Linked DNA regions of Mus musculus: region 2 is linked to region 1. A link is a contact called in public promoter capture Hi-C data. All regions are on one chromosome and are shown on one strand. The core of a region is the stretch at or near the end of the contact, and the rest is flanking DNA. Distances in the headings are between cores, read along the strand shown. Region 1 holds the start of Pip4p1 (phosphatidylinositol-4,5-bisphosphate 4-phosphatase 1). Region 2 holds the start of Rnase1 (ribonuclease, RNase A family, 1 (pancreatic)).

Region 1 (5,962 bases), core at 1,745-4,244:
GACAAGAGGGCGGTGTCTGTATCGAAACTGGGTATCGTGTCTCAAGCCTGTAGTCACAGCATTCAGAGGCCTGCAGTAGCAGAATCATTAGTCCTAGTAGCGCCTGGGTCACAGAGAGATCCTGTCTCAAGACACAGCACAAAAAGATGTAAAGGTGTGTACTGAGGAATTCATAAATTATCATGTACTTCCTTCAATACCTCACATACTTGTCAGAAAATATCCAATCTAGTGGCTAACATTTACTTTCATTTGATTTCTAGTCTACACCCTGTATTTGATCTGTAACAAAAACATCACCTAGAGGCCAAATGACAAATGAATAAATGAATGAACAGTAGATAAATACATAAACCATTTATTCTCTCTCTCTCTCACACACACACAAACTCATTTATTCTACTTTGACCCTTCAGAGTATAAAATGGGTTCTTTCCTCCCTACATTGTTTTGGTGGCAGGAATGCATACTAGGATTGAAATCCCGGGCATAATGTGTGCTAGGCAAGTGCTTCACCACTGAAATATGTCCCCAGTTCTACTTTTAACTTTTTTTGTATAGCTAGAACCGGATATAAGTTATCATAAAACACAACTTTAGTGAAGATGGAGGTATCGTATCACAAAAGGATAGATTTGGGGGGCTATATATAGCAAGGGCCCAAATAGCGAAACCTAACCTAATTGAGAGTCTATAGCAGAAATCAGCAAGAACAGCAAACTGGCCTGTTGTCTGCAGAGCTGTGACTCATTTTTTAAGTATGTGCTGGGGAGTGTTGGGGTTGTTGAAGACAAGTCTGATGGTAGAAACTAATCTGAAAAAAAAAAAAAACCTGTGTCTAAAACTATCAGAACCTAGAATCAGGCATGGTGTCTCAGGCCTTTGAGGAGAGGTGGGACTTGCCAAGAATTTAAGACCAGCCTAGTTCAAGGATGAGACCCTATTTAAAAAAAAAAAAAATCAAACCAAAACAAAAAAGCCTCCATTTACAATTTCTTTGCTGAAGACAAAAATTAAGCAAAGTCTAAAGACGTTCATCTACCAAATATGACAAAACTATCTTTGGATTTGAGTCACTAGCTGAATCAATAAACACATGTGTATATATCTGACAGGTCAGTATACATCAATTGAGTAAAATGATGCACTTCCCTTCCATCGGTGGAGAGAGACACTAATAAAAGATAATTTTCATTTCAGCAATGGAGGTATTTAGATCAGTTGTGGATCACTGTAGTGGCCTCCATCTGCTCTGAGGAAAGGCTGCTTCTTTAATGGTGTATTTGAGAGAGAGAGAGAGTGTGTGTGTGTGTGAGGGGGGGGAGCAGGCAGACGTGTGGATACATATATATAGGTATTTATTTAGAATGCTGTTCAGAATTTTAGTGTTTTAGGAGGGCAGCAGCAGTGGGTTTTCTCCTAGGGCCCATGACGTCACCAGCCACAGTAGTTGACAAGGTTGACAGAAGCACACCATCCCAGGCCTAAAGTCCAGCAGGTTACCCTTGAGATGAAGTGCCACACTATTGAACCCACTCTTGCTGGGCTGGCCATTGTGATTTGTAGGGGGTTTTAGTTGCTTTTCTCCCATGGCAGCTTCCGTAGACAGCACTTGCACACATGCTTTGAGAGGGGCTTTCAGGTTGGTTCCAACCTTAACCCTTGTAGAGACACTTGTAGAATTAATTATAATTTTACAGCTATGCTTAGAGGCAAATGCCTGTATTCTCAATTACCCGGGAGGTTTGCGAAGAATCACCAAATTCCAAGCCAGGATCTTGTCTCAAAACTAAAGACTGTGGATGTAGCAGTGGTAGTACAGCACATTTTCAGAATTAAAAAAAAATTATTATTATTATCTTTTTTAGGCGCTGAAAGGGAACCTAGGGCTTCCAGCATGGTTACCATTAAGTTCACCAGATAGCATCACCATAACCATCCTACAGGAACAGTCTCTCATTTCCGTTTGTGAGTCAAATCGGACTCAAACTCATGATCCTCTTGCTTTAGCCAGCCTCAGACTCAGCATGCGCACTAGGCTTTTAGACAGTCTTCATATAGCTCAGGCTGGTCTCAAACTCTTAGCCAAACCCGAATGTCTGATCCTCCTGTCTCCATCTTCCATAGTCTGGGATTACAGCCCTACACTGTGACCTTCTGTTTTTTTAACTTTGGACGTTTTTATTTTATATATATGTGTGTGTGCCCACGCACTTAAGCCACGTGTATGTAGCTGCCGGGTGCACAATCTCCAGGAGGTAGAGTTACAGGTAGCATCGGCCCTAGGACTCAAACTAGGCTCCTTTGAAAGAGCAGAAAGTTCCCTTAACCGCTAACGCATCTTCCCAGTGCCCCGCCCTCTTGTATTCTGATCCTCCTTGTGTAGTTCAGTGTTTCTCTCCGCTACCCTGGAATTCCCTTTCCTAACTCATCTCCCCAAGTGTTGCATTTACAGGCATACGCAACCACATCACCACTACTCGGGGGCCTTGTGCCAAGTCAGACAAGCGTGCTAAGCCCTCAAGCTCCCGGTGGCTTTTCGATTCTTGTCCAGGTTTTAGGGCGGTTCCCGCGGCCCAGGATACCAGCCCTGCCAGCCAGAAGGCAGCCGCCCTCACGTTCTGGCGCTAAATTTGGGCCAATAGGGTTACGTCCCACGGGAGACTTGGGCCCAATGAGGAGCGACTCACGCGACAGGCTGCGCACGTGACGCGTGCGGGGCAGCCGCCCACCTGGGCCGGAGGTAGCGCGACCGCCCCACTTCCAATCGCTCGCACAACTTCGAGTCACGTGCAGTGTTTACGGACTCAGCAGCTACGGGAAGACCATGTGACAGTGACGTGACACGTCTCTCTCCAATGGAGAAGGGACGCTCCCTTACAAACCGGGAACTGTTTCAGGTCCACGAATGACAGCGCAGAGGGGCGGGGCCAGCCTGTCACGTGAGCGGGGCGGCACTGGCTGCGGGCGAACGCGGCGCGCAGGCGCCTTAGGGACCCGGTAGCGACGGCGGCGGCGGCGGTGGCAGCGGCGGCGGGAGCTGGTCGCTGACCGAGCGGGAGTCGCCATGGCGGCAGACGGAGAGCGCTCCCCGCTGCTCTCCGAGGCCGGCGATGGCGGCGCTGGTGGCAACGGCTTAGCGGGCCCGGGCGGGAGCGCGACCGGGCCCGGTGGAGGCCTGACGCCCTCCGCACCTCCGTACGGAGCCGGTAAACATGCCCCGCCCCAGGGTAAGCCGGAGGTCTGAGGTGCACGCAGGCCTAGGGGCGGATCGGGTCAGGGGGCGGAGCCTGCTTCCGCGCCAGGTGTGGCCCCGTGGCACCTGTCACGGGGCGAGGCATCCTCGGTCCGCAATCACTGCCTAAGCCTGGCCTGAAAGCGGGTTTTGAGGAAACTGATCTGAGCGCTTTTTTTGTGAGCAGCGGATCGAGCTTACTCAGAGGGTTCCCCACGTCCGTGGAGCATCCGTGGGAAGTGTTCGAATGATGATTTTGGGTTTATCTGCTTCCTCTTCGTAGCATTTCCCCCGTTCCCTGAGGGACATCCAGCCGTGTTGCCTGGAGAGGACCCACCCCCCTACTCACCCTTGACTAGCCCGGATAGTGGGAGTGCCCCCATGATTACCTGTCGCGTCTGTCAGTCTCCGATCAACGTGGAAGGCAAGATGCATCAGCATGTAGTCAAATGTGGTGTCTGCAACGAAGCCACTGTGAGTTATAACTATCTGCAGAATGGGCCTTGTTTCCTGGATCCTCTTTCTGGTTCAACACCCTGTTCATGAAACTTTCAGTTCCTGCATCTTGCAGCAGCCATTTCTTTAGAAGCCACTCACTAAAAATAACGTTCACCAAGCTCTCACTTTTTGATCTTTCCTGGACCTGAAGTGTAGTTCTCACTGGCAGTTGTTGCAGTTGCTTTTGATTTTTGTATTTTGGGGTTCTCTGCTTTTCTGAGACGATCTCACAATGACCCGGGTTCCCATCAGACTCTGCAATCTTCCTGCCCCAGTCTCACAGGCACACTCTACTCTGCTGGCAACATTTGTATATCTCAAATGTCTGATTCTCTTTCTCAGTAATGTCCTTGCAGAGGACTGGGATAATGGGCTTCTCTGCTGAAATGCCCATTGTTCCTTTATTCATTGTTCTCTAGCCCATCAAGAATGCACCTCCAGGAAAGAAGTATGTCCGATGCCCCTGTAATTGTCTCCTTATCTGCAAAGTGACTTCTCAGCGGATTGCCTGCCCTCGGCCCTACTGGTAAGAGACCTAAGAAGAGAAGGCCATATGTAAGGAAAGTTGTAAAGCAATAGGGAAACAAACAAACAAAAAAACAAACAAAAATCTAGAGCTGGGCAAGGTGGTGCATGCCTGTGTTCAATCCCAGCACCTGAGAAGTGGAGGCAGGAAGGCCTGTGTAGTAGCACCTTGAATGTCTAGTCATCCTGCCTACACCTCCTAAGTGCTGGGATGCAGTGTGTCATCAGATCCAAATAGAACTAAGAATTTTAAAAACATACTTTTCCCCCTGTATAGCAAAAGAATCATCAACCTAGGGCCTGTGCATCCAGGACCTCTGAGTCCAGAGCCACAGCCAATGGGTGTCAGGGTCATCTGTGGACATTGCAAGAACACGTTTCTGGTGAGGAGGGATATTGGGAAACCCTGGAGGAGGCAAGTACTAGGAATAGTAGTAAATCCTGAAAAGAATTTCCTCCTCCCCCCTGCTTTCGGGTTCTCATGGAGGAGAGCCTTCTTTCTATGGCTGTTCTTCTTTTTCCATAGTGGACAGAATTCACAGACCGAACCTTGGCACGATGCCCTCACTGCAGAAAAGTGTAAGTGGTTAGGGATTGTACTGGTGACTGGGTGGTGGGTGGCATAAAATCAACAGGGCTATTCCAAATATCAGTTTCTATTGGCTCCCCACAGGTCATCTATTGGGAGACGATATCCTAGGAAGAGATGTATTTGCTGCTTCTTGCTTGGTTTACTCTTGGCAGTCACTGCCACTGGCCTTGCTGTGAGTAGCCTCAATGCAAACCTCTTACCAGCCTCATCACAGGCTAAGATTTGAGAAGGTGATACCTTAAAGAATGGTGAGAGAGCTGGTGTTGGGTTCTGTCCCTGTAATCAAAGAATACAGGCAGTTCTAAGGTAGCCCAGGCTACATAGCAAGACCCCATCTATAATACAAAATGAGGGAGTAGGTTGTTGCCAGCTGCAAATGTGGCTTAGCTGGTAAAAGTATTGGCCTAGCTTGCATGAACACGATCATCCAGCACCACACAAACTGAGCAGAACTGAGCATGGCGGTGCAAGCCTGTGGTCCCAGTACCTAGGAGGTAGAGGCAGGAGCATAGAATTTCAAGGCCATTGACTATAGGATTTGAGGCTGTGCAGGGTACCAACATGAGACCCTTGCCTTATAAAATAAAAACCTAAAATGAGTCTGGTGATAGGATGTAGGGGGAGTATACTTTTAGGTAGAGGTGAACTAAAGTTAAAATTCACTAATAAACTAAGAAGCTAAACAGTGTCCCCACTCTGGAGAAAGAAATGAGTTATCAGCAATCCTGGTTCACTCAGTAGATGTGAGAAATGCTGGCAGATGCCTGGGATGGCAGAGTACTTTACTGCTTAAGGGAAGGAAGCACTAAACCACCTGATCTTGGAAAGACCCCTGAAGGTGTTACAAGTGATTGGGGTACAGAGACAGAAGTTTGCATTGCATTACTGTTTCTAGGACTTTGAAATAGTAGATACCAAAAGTAACCTCATCTTTTTCTTCTTCCTCATCTGTCAGTTTGGTACATGGAAGCATGCACAGCAATATGGAGGGATCTACGCAGCCTGGGCATTTGTCATTTTGTTGGCTGTTCTATGTTTGGGTCGGGCCCTTTATTGGGCTTGTATGAAGGTCAGCCATCCTGTCCAGAACTTCTCCTGAGCCCCTTGATGCA
Region 2 (5,178 bases), core at 526-3,025, 220 kb before region 1:
AGCTGGTCCCTTCCCTCTTGATCATAAAGGAAGTACCCTTCAGTTGGATATTATGGAGGCATTTTCTCAATTGAGTTTCCCTCCTTAGATAGCTGGAGCTTGTGTCAAGTTGACATAAAACTATCCGGTACAGACCTCAGTTGATGAGAGTTTCCTGAGGCATCCCACAGCTGCCGCCAACATGCTAGACTTCAAGGAAGCTAAGATGCCTTTGGATGAGGCCCTCACTTCACACAGAGACTAGTACCACACTGGCAGTCCTCATAGTCACAGGACTCTCTGAGCTCTCCTGCATCTGCTCTCTCTCATCCTGCCTGGTGATGAGGTGACAGTCACAGGATAAGATCAACAGCCCCCCTTATTAAAGCAGCTAGTTGAACCGTTCTGGTCTGGCTTGTTTGCAAAGGCCCTGGCCAAGGTCAACATGAAGTTTCATCTGCAATGTAGGGACTGGTAGGCTGTTCCTGCCCCCTCCACCACTGCTGCCACTTCAGAGAAGAAAGTGGAAGCAAAGAAGGAAGAAACTGGGAGTCGGATGATGGATGATGACATGGGCTTTCGTCCTCTTGGATAAGCCTCTTTTGTTAACATGCTTAACTGAAGGCTGAACCTGTTGAAAAGAAACAACCGCGAACAACAAGAAGAATTTCCCCAGGAGTCTCATGCTAGGGAAAGAAAGACTGTGAGGGGCCTTGTGCTAGTCAGAGAGGGAATTGTGTCTTAGAAAGAGCTTTCATACCAGTCTGACAACTTGTCTGACCACCTTGTAGGACAGACTGGAGTCAAGCCAGGGATGAGTCAGTGATGGGTGGGGCCAAACTTTGATCCTGATTGATTATTTATATAATAAATGCCTTTTGTCATCCACTTAAGCCTAAAGCTCATGTCAGGACCCTTCACAGGACTCTTGGACACCTGCCTCTGCCCCCCAAGTGTTGGGATTAAAGGCATGAGACACCACTGCCCAGCTTTTTTTTTTTTTAATTTTTTTCTTTTTCAGATTTATTTATTTATTTTATGTATATGAGTACACTGTCACTGTCCTTAGACACACACCAGAAGCCACCATGAGGTTGCTGGGAATTGAACTCGGGACCTCTGGAAGAGTAGTCTGTGCTCTTAACTACTGAGCCATCTCTCCAGCCCCTTCACTGGACTCTCTTTACTCCCTTTCCCAATTAGCCACATTGAATGCACTGTATTTTTCCACTTTTTTGATATTATTTGTCGATAATTGGTCTATTGAGGATGAGTGGCTGAGTTTGGCTTGGCAAGTCTGCCACAACCCAGACTTTCACCCTACCAACTCCACTAGTAGGGAACCCTTCAAGCTGCAGACAGGACGGCCTCTTATTTTCTCCCCAAGAGAAGCACGGCTGGGAGATCTGGAATTCTGACTACCATCAATTTGATTCAAATAGAGAAGGAGGGCTTCCCTCTTCCATGATTCCCAGGATCTCTGTGTGTCCTTTGTTAACCTCCAGGTTGTATATGATGCAAACAGCATGCTCATAAATTACAAGGCTTTGTGAAAGACTGTGAAGTGTATGTGCCATTGTCCCTGTGGCTAGCTCTGCTGCCCCTTGGGAATCAGCACAGGAGGCACAAAAGGTGTTTTCTCTTTCCTGGCAGCCTTCTGGGGATTTCCTTTCCAAGGTTTCAATGCCCTTGTTTTTATTATTCAGATAAGATTGACCCAGATTTACTCCGCCCATTTTTTCTTAGAAGCCAACCCCTTGGAATCCTTTTAAACTCCACACCACAGAGACTGTGTGACTGAAGAAACTGACTTCCAATTCGTCTTGGAGTTCAAACTAAAATTTTAGGTAAGTGGCCTCAGTAACTATTTCTGCTTGAGAGTTAGAACTGAGAGAGTCCAGGCCAGGCACTCTTGACTGACACCAACTCCAGAAAAGCTGAGCCCAGCAAACAGCTGGAGGCAGGGGTGGAGGCATGGCACAGTCAGATATAAAGAACGAGTGGGTCGGGGAGGATGGAGCTCCCAAGCTGGGGAAGGGAGCACGTGTCTTTAGACTAAAACCCAAACCCTGTATACTGCCAGAGTCAGGCACTAGACCAAGTTCCCCTATGTCATAAGATAATGAGACTACAGCCACAGTCCTGGATGTCAGTAAAGACCCAGAAATACAACTTAGCTTAAGGCGTCTTCCAAATGACCTTCTGACGAGGTATTTGGACACTATTTACAAATGTGCTCTAGTTTTCAAATGTATTTTATATGAGAAAAAAAAAAAAACCCAACCCTATTGAGCATTTTGCCAAGAGTTTAGGAGACACAGCCCACCACCTAGAGAAAAGAATGGCTTCTCTTCAGTAGGTAATGAAGAAAAACTGTCTCACTTGCAGGATCTCTCAGCAGAGGGAAATCTTTCTGGCTCACCTAAAGAATGGGACAGTCTTGAGATTGGGGCGTATGCTGGTGGCTGCAGGGACTAGGGTAGTGGTGGAGGGAGTGCTGGGGAGTCTGGGGAGATTGTGCTGGGGAGGCTGGGGGTGTTAATGTGTAAGGAAGCTGAGGTGGGAGAGTCTTCTGTGGAGACAGAGGTGGGTGCTGCAGCTCTTCTGAGCATTTGTCCTTTTTTTCTCTTCCTTTCCTTTCAGGCTTTTCCGAGCAGCCAAGCCACCATGGGTCTGGAGAAGTCCCTCATTCTGTTTCCATTGTTTGTCCTGCTGCTTGGATGGGTCCAGCCTTCCCTGGGCAGGGAATCTGCAGCACAGAAGTTTCAGCGGCAGCACATGGATCCAGATGGTTCCTCCATCAACAGCCCCACCTACTGCAACCAAATGATGAAACGCCGGGATATGACAAATGGGTCATGCAAGCCCGTGAACACCTTCGTGCATGAGCCCTTGGCAGATGTCCAGGCTGTCTGCTCCCAGGAAAATGTCACCTGCAAGAACAGGAAGAGCAACTGCTACAAGAGCAGCTCTGCCCTGCACATCACTGACTGCCACCTGAAGGGCAACTCCAAGTATCCCAACTGTGACTACAAGACCACTCAATACCAGAAGCACATCATTGTGGCCTGTGAAGGGAACCCCTACGTACCAGTCCACTTTGATGCTACTGTGTAGGGCTCCACATAGGCCAAACCAGTGAGATGTCTATGTCTCCCAACCTCATCACCTGTCTCCCCTCTGTCTACCATTCTTTCTCTGAAAGAAGTAAGTCATGTTAGGACTTCCATATGACAAAACATGCGTTCCTGTCCTGTGTCATGCTCCCAGATCCCTCTCTTGCTGTAGACAAATGAAGCAAGATGGCCCTCACCAGAACATGTCCCTTCAACCTTAGACTTTCTTGACTTTAGAAAACAACCAAATAAAATTCTGTTCATCATAAATTGTGCATTTAGGGCAGTTCGAAGTGGAGTAAGGACAATGGGCAAGTCACCTCATTCATTGGTCCAGAATTTCCTCACTCCTGACTACTTTAACTACACTATTGAAACTAGACTTTTCTGCCTCTCTGCTGATCATTCATTCTTCGCATATACAATAAAGTCTAACATCTATTTCAGCACTCAGTAGCCATAGCTCCCAAGTCCATCTGCTCCTCATACCAATACAGATCAGTCACATCTACTGAAGAGAGTTCTTCCATTAAGAGAGTAGAAGATGGTTACCTTTGCCTCTGCCTTTCAGCTATCTTCTTCCATCCATGTTTCACTTTGTACTTTCTTTCTCATTGTAAGTGAAAAGCAGCATCCAGTCTTGCCTTCCAGGGGCTGCTTCCTACTCTCCTGCCTCCTTACCTTGACTCAGACCTCATGGAACAAATAGGAATGTGGAGGGTAGGGGGTGGGGAGGCTTCAGTTTTAACAACCACAGTGGAAATCCAATTTCGATGATGCTTTTGGGAAACAGTCACATGCACAGCCTTGCCTACGGATGATCCAGGATTCAAGGCGCGGTTCTCCATGGAAGGTGTAGAGTGGAGGTATGTTTCTATAAGAACCAGCCACCAGCACTCCTGGAACAAACTGTAGAGTTCCTCTGCAGATTAGTCAATAGTTTTAGGTATATTGGGGTTTTCCTTTAACAATTTGAGTAGCACAGAGTGTCCTGAAGCTTAGTATGTAACCAGTGTTGGCCTTGAACTCTTGCTTCTGCTTCCCCAACCTCTCAAGTACTGGGCTCTTAGGTGTGTGCCACTGTGCCCCAGCTATTTTTGGTGGGAAAGAACTTCTTCCAAGTAGGTAGGTCAGTGTCTAAATGCACTGACTGCTTTCTCAGAGGCCCCAGATTTGTTGTCAGTACCCACATGACAGCTCACAGTCACCTGTAACTCCATTTCCAAAGGTTCTGAGGCTTTTCTGGCCTCTGGGCATTTGCACATATGTGGTGCACATAAACTCATCCAGGCATGTAAGTACAGATAACAGAGACAGGCTTTATCTCGCAGAACAGTTTTAGGTTCACATGCTATTTCTAACCATGGCTGTCTTCATAACTAAACAGAAGCTCAGGACTCCAGCTGTTTCCTGAGCATCGTTAACCTGAGTGCCCATGTTTTCTGTAATATAGGACCAGTCTTGGCATCAAAGGGTGTTTAATTGTGCCTGTTTCTCTCTACTGCTTGTGACATTCTGCTATGTCTAAGAAAGTGTTTCTGTCTCCAAGACTTCTGAAGAACTAAAAGATAACCTGTGTGTAGGCTTAGGTTTTTTCAAAACCACTTTAATAAGGGTTCATAAAAGCTTTATCTTCTCTTCTAGCCCACCACCCATCAGAGGTAGTGGAAAGGAAAGGTTAATAAGGCAAAGGGGGATGTGGACCTGTCTAAAAATAGTTCTTTGGGGAATTTCAATCTTCACTGTCAGGATATCAGCAGTTCATTTTGCATGAATCACTATCAGTAGTTCGGTCTATTGGCAAACACCATTTATGGATCAGTAATAGCAGTTTGACACAGAAGAAACTTTGAGGCTCTGCCAATTTTGGCCTGAGTCTGCAGAAGTGGCAAGAAGCCACAGAAGACCAGCAAAGAGTGGTAAAGTGAGCCAATGCCACACTGCCTTCCATTGTTTGTTGGGTTATATTTATACTCGTGCCAAACATCACGAGTCCTCTCAGACATCTGTTCCAGTGAAACATCACATGCCCCCTTTCCAGGCAGCTCCCAGAAAAACACCACATGTCTGTTTTCAGCAAAAC

The links. Capture Hi-C pulls out chosen DNA fragments and counts their contacts.
Region 2: a contact with region 1 is called in a promoter capture Hi-C map of liver. The contact joins the promoter of Rnase1 here to the promoter of Pip4p1 in region 1. A contact is called at or near these places in 1 of 484 Hi-C or Micro-C datasets (erythroblasts) and 2 of 9 other capture datasets (liver and pancreatic islet).

The regions. Positions count from the first base shown.
Region 1 is chr14:50,927,881-50,933,842 of GRCm38.p6, reverse strand. It overlaps Pip4p1 (phosphatidylinositol-4,5-bisphosphate 4-phosphatase 1), which reads left to right and starts at 2,994. Exons shown (of 7, transcript NM_001033271.5): 1 at 2,994-3,230; 2 at 3,519-3,709; 3 at 4,153-4,259; 4 at 4,536-4,641; 5 at 4,785-4,837; 6 at 4,932-5,022; 7 at 5,806-5,962. The coding sequence starts at 3,068. The coding sequence ends at 5,949.
Region 2 is chr14:51,143,364-51,148,541 of GRCm38.p6, reverse strand. Rnase1 (ribonuclease, RNase A family, 1 (pancreatic)) reads left to right here and starts at 1,775. Exons shown (of 2, transcript NM_011271.3): 1 at 1,775-1,826; 2 at 2,623-3,540. The coding sequence starts at 2,647. The coding sequence ends at 3,096.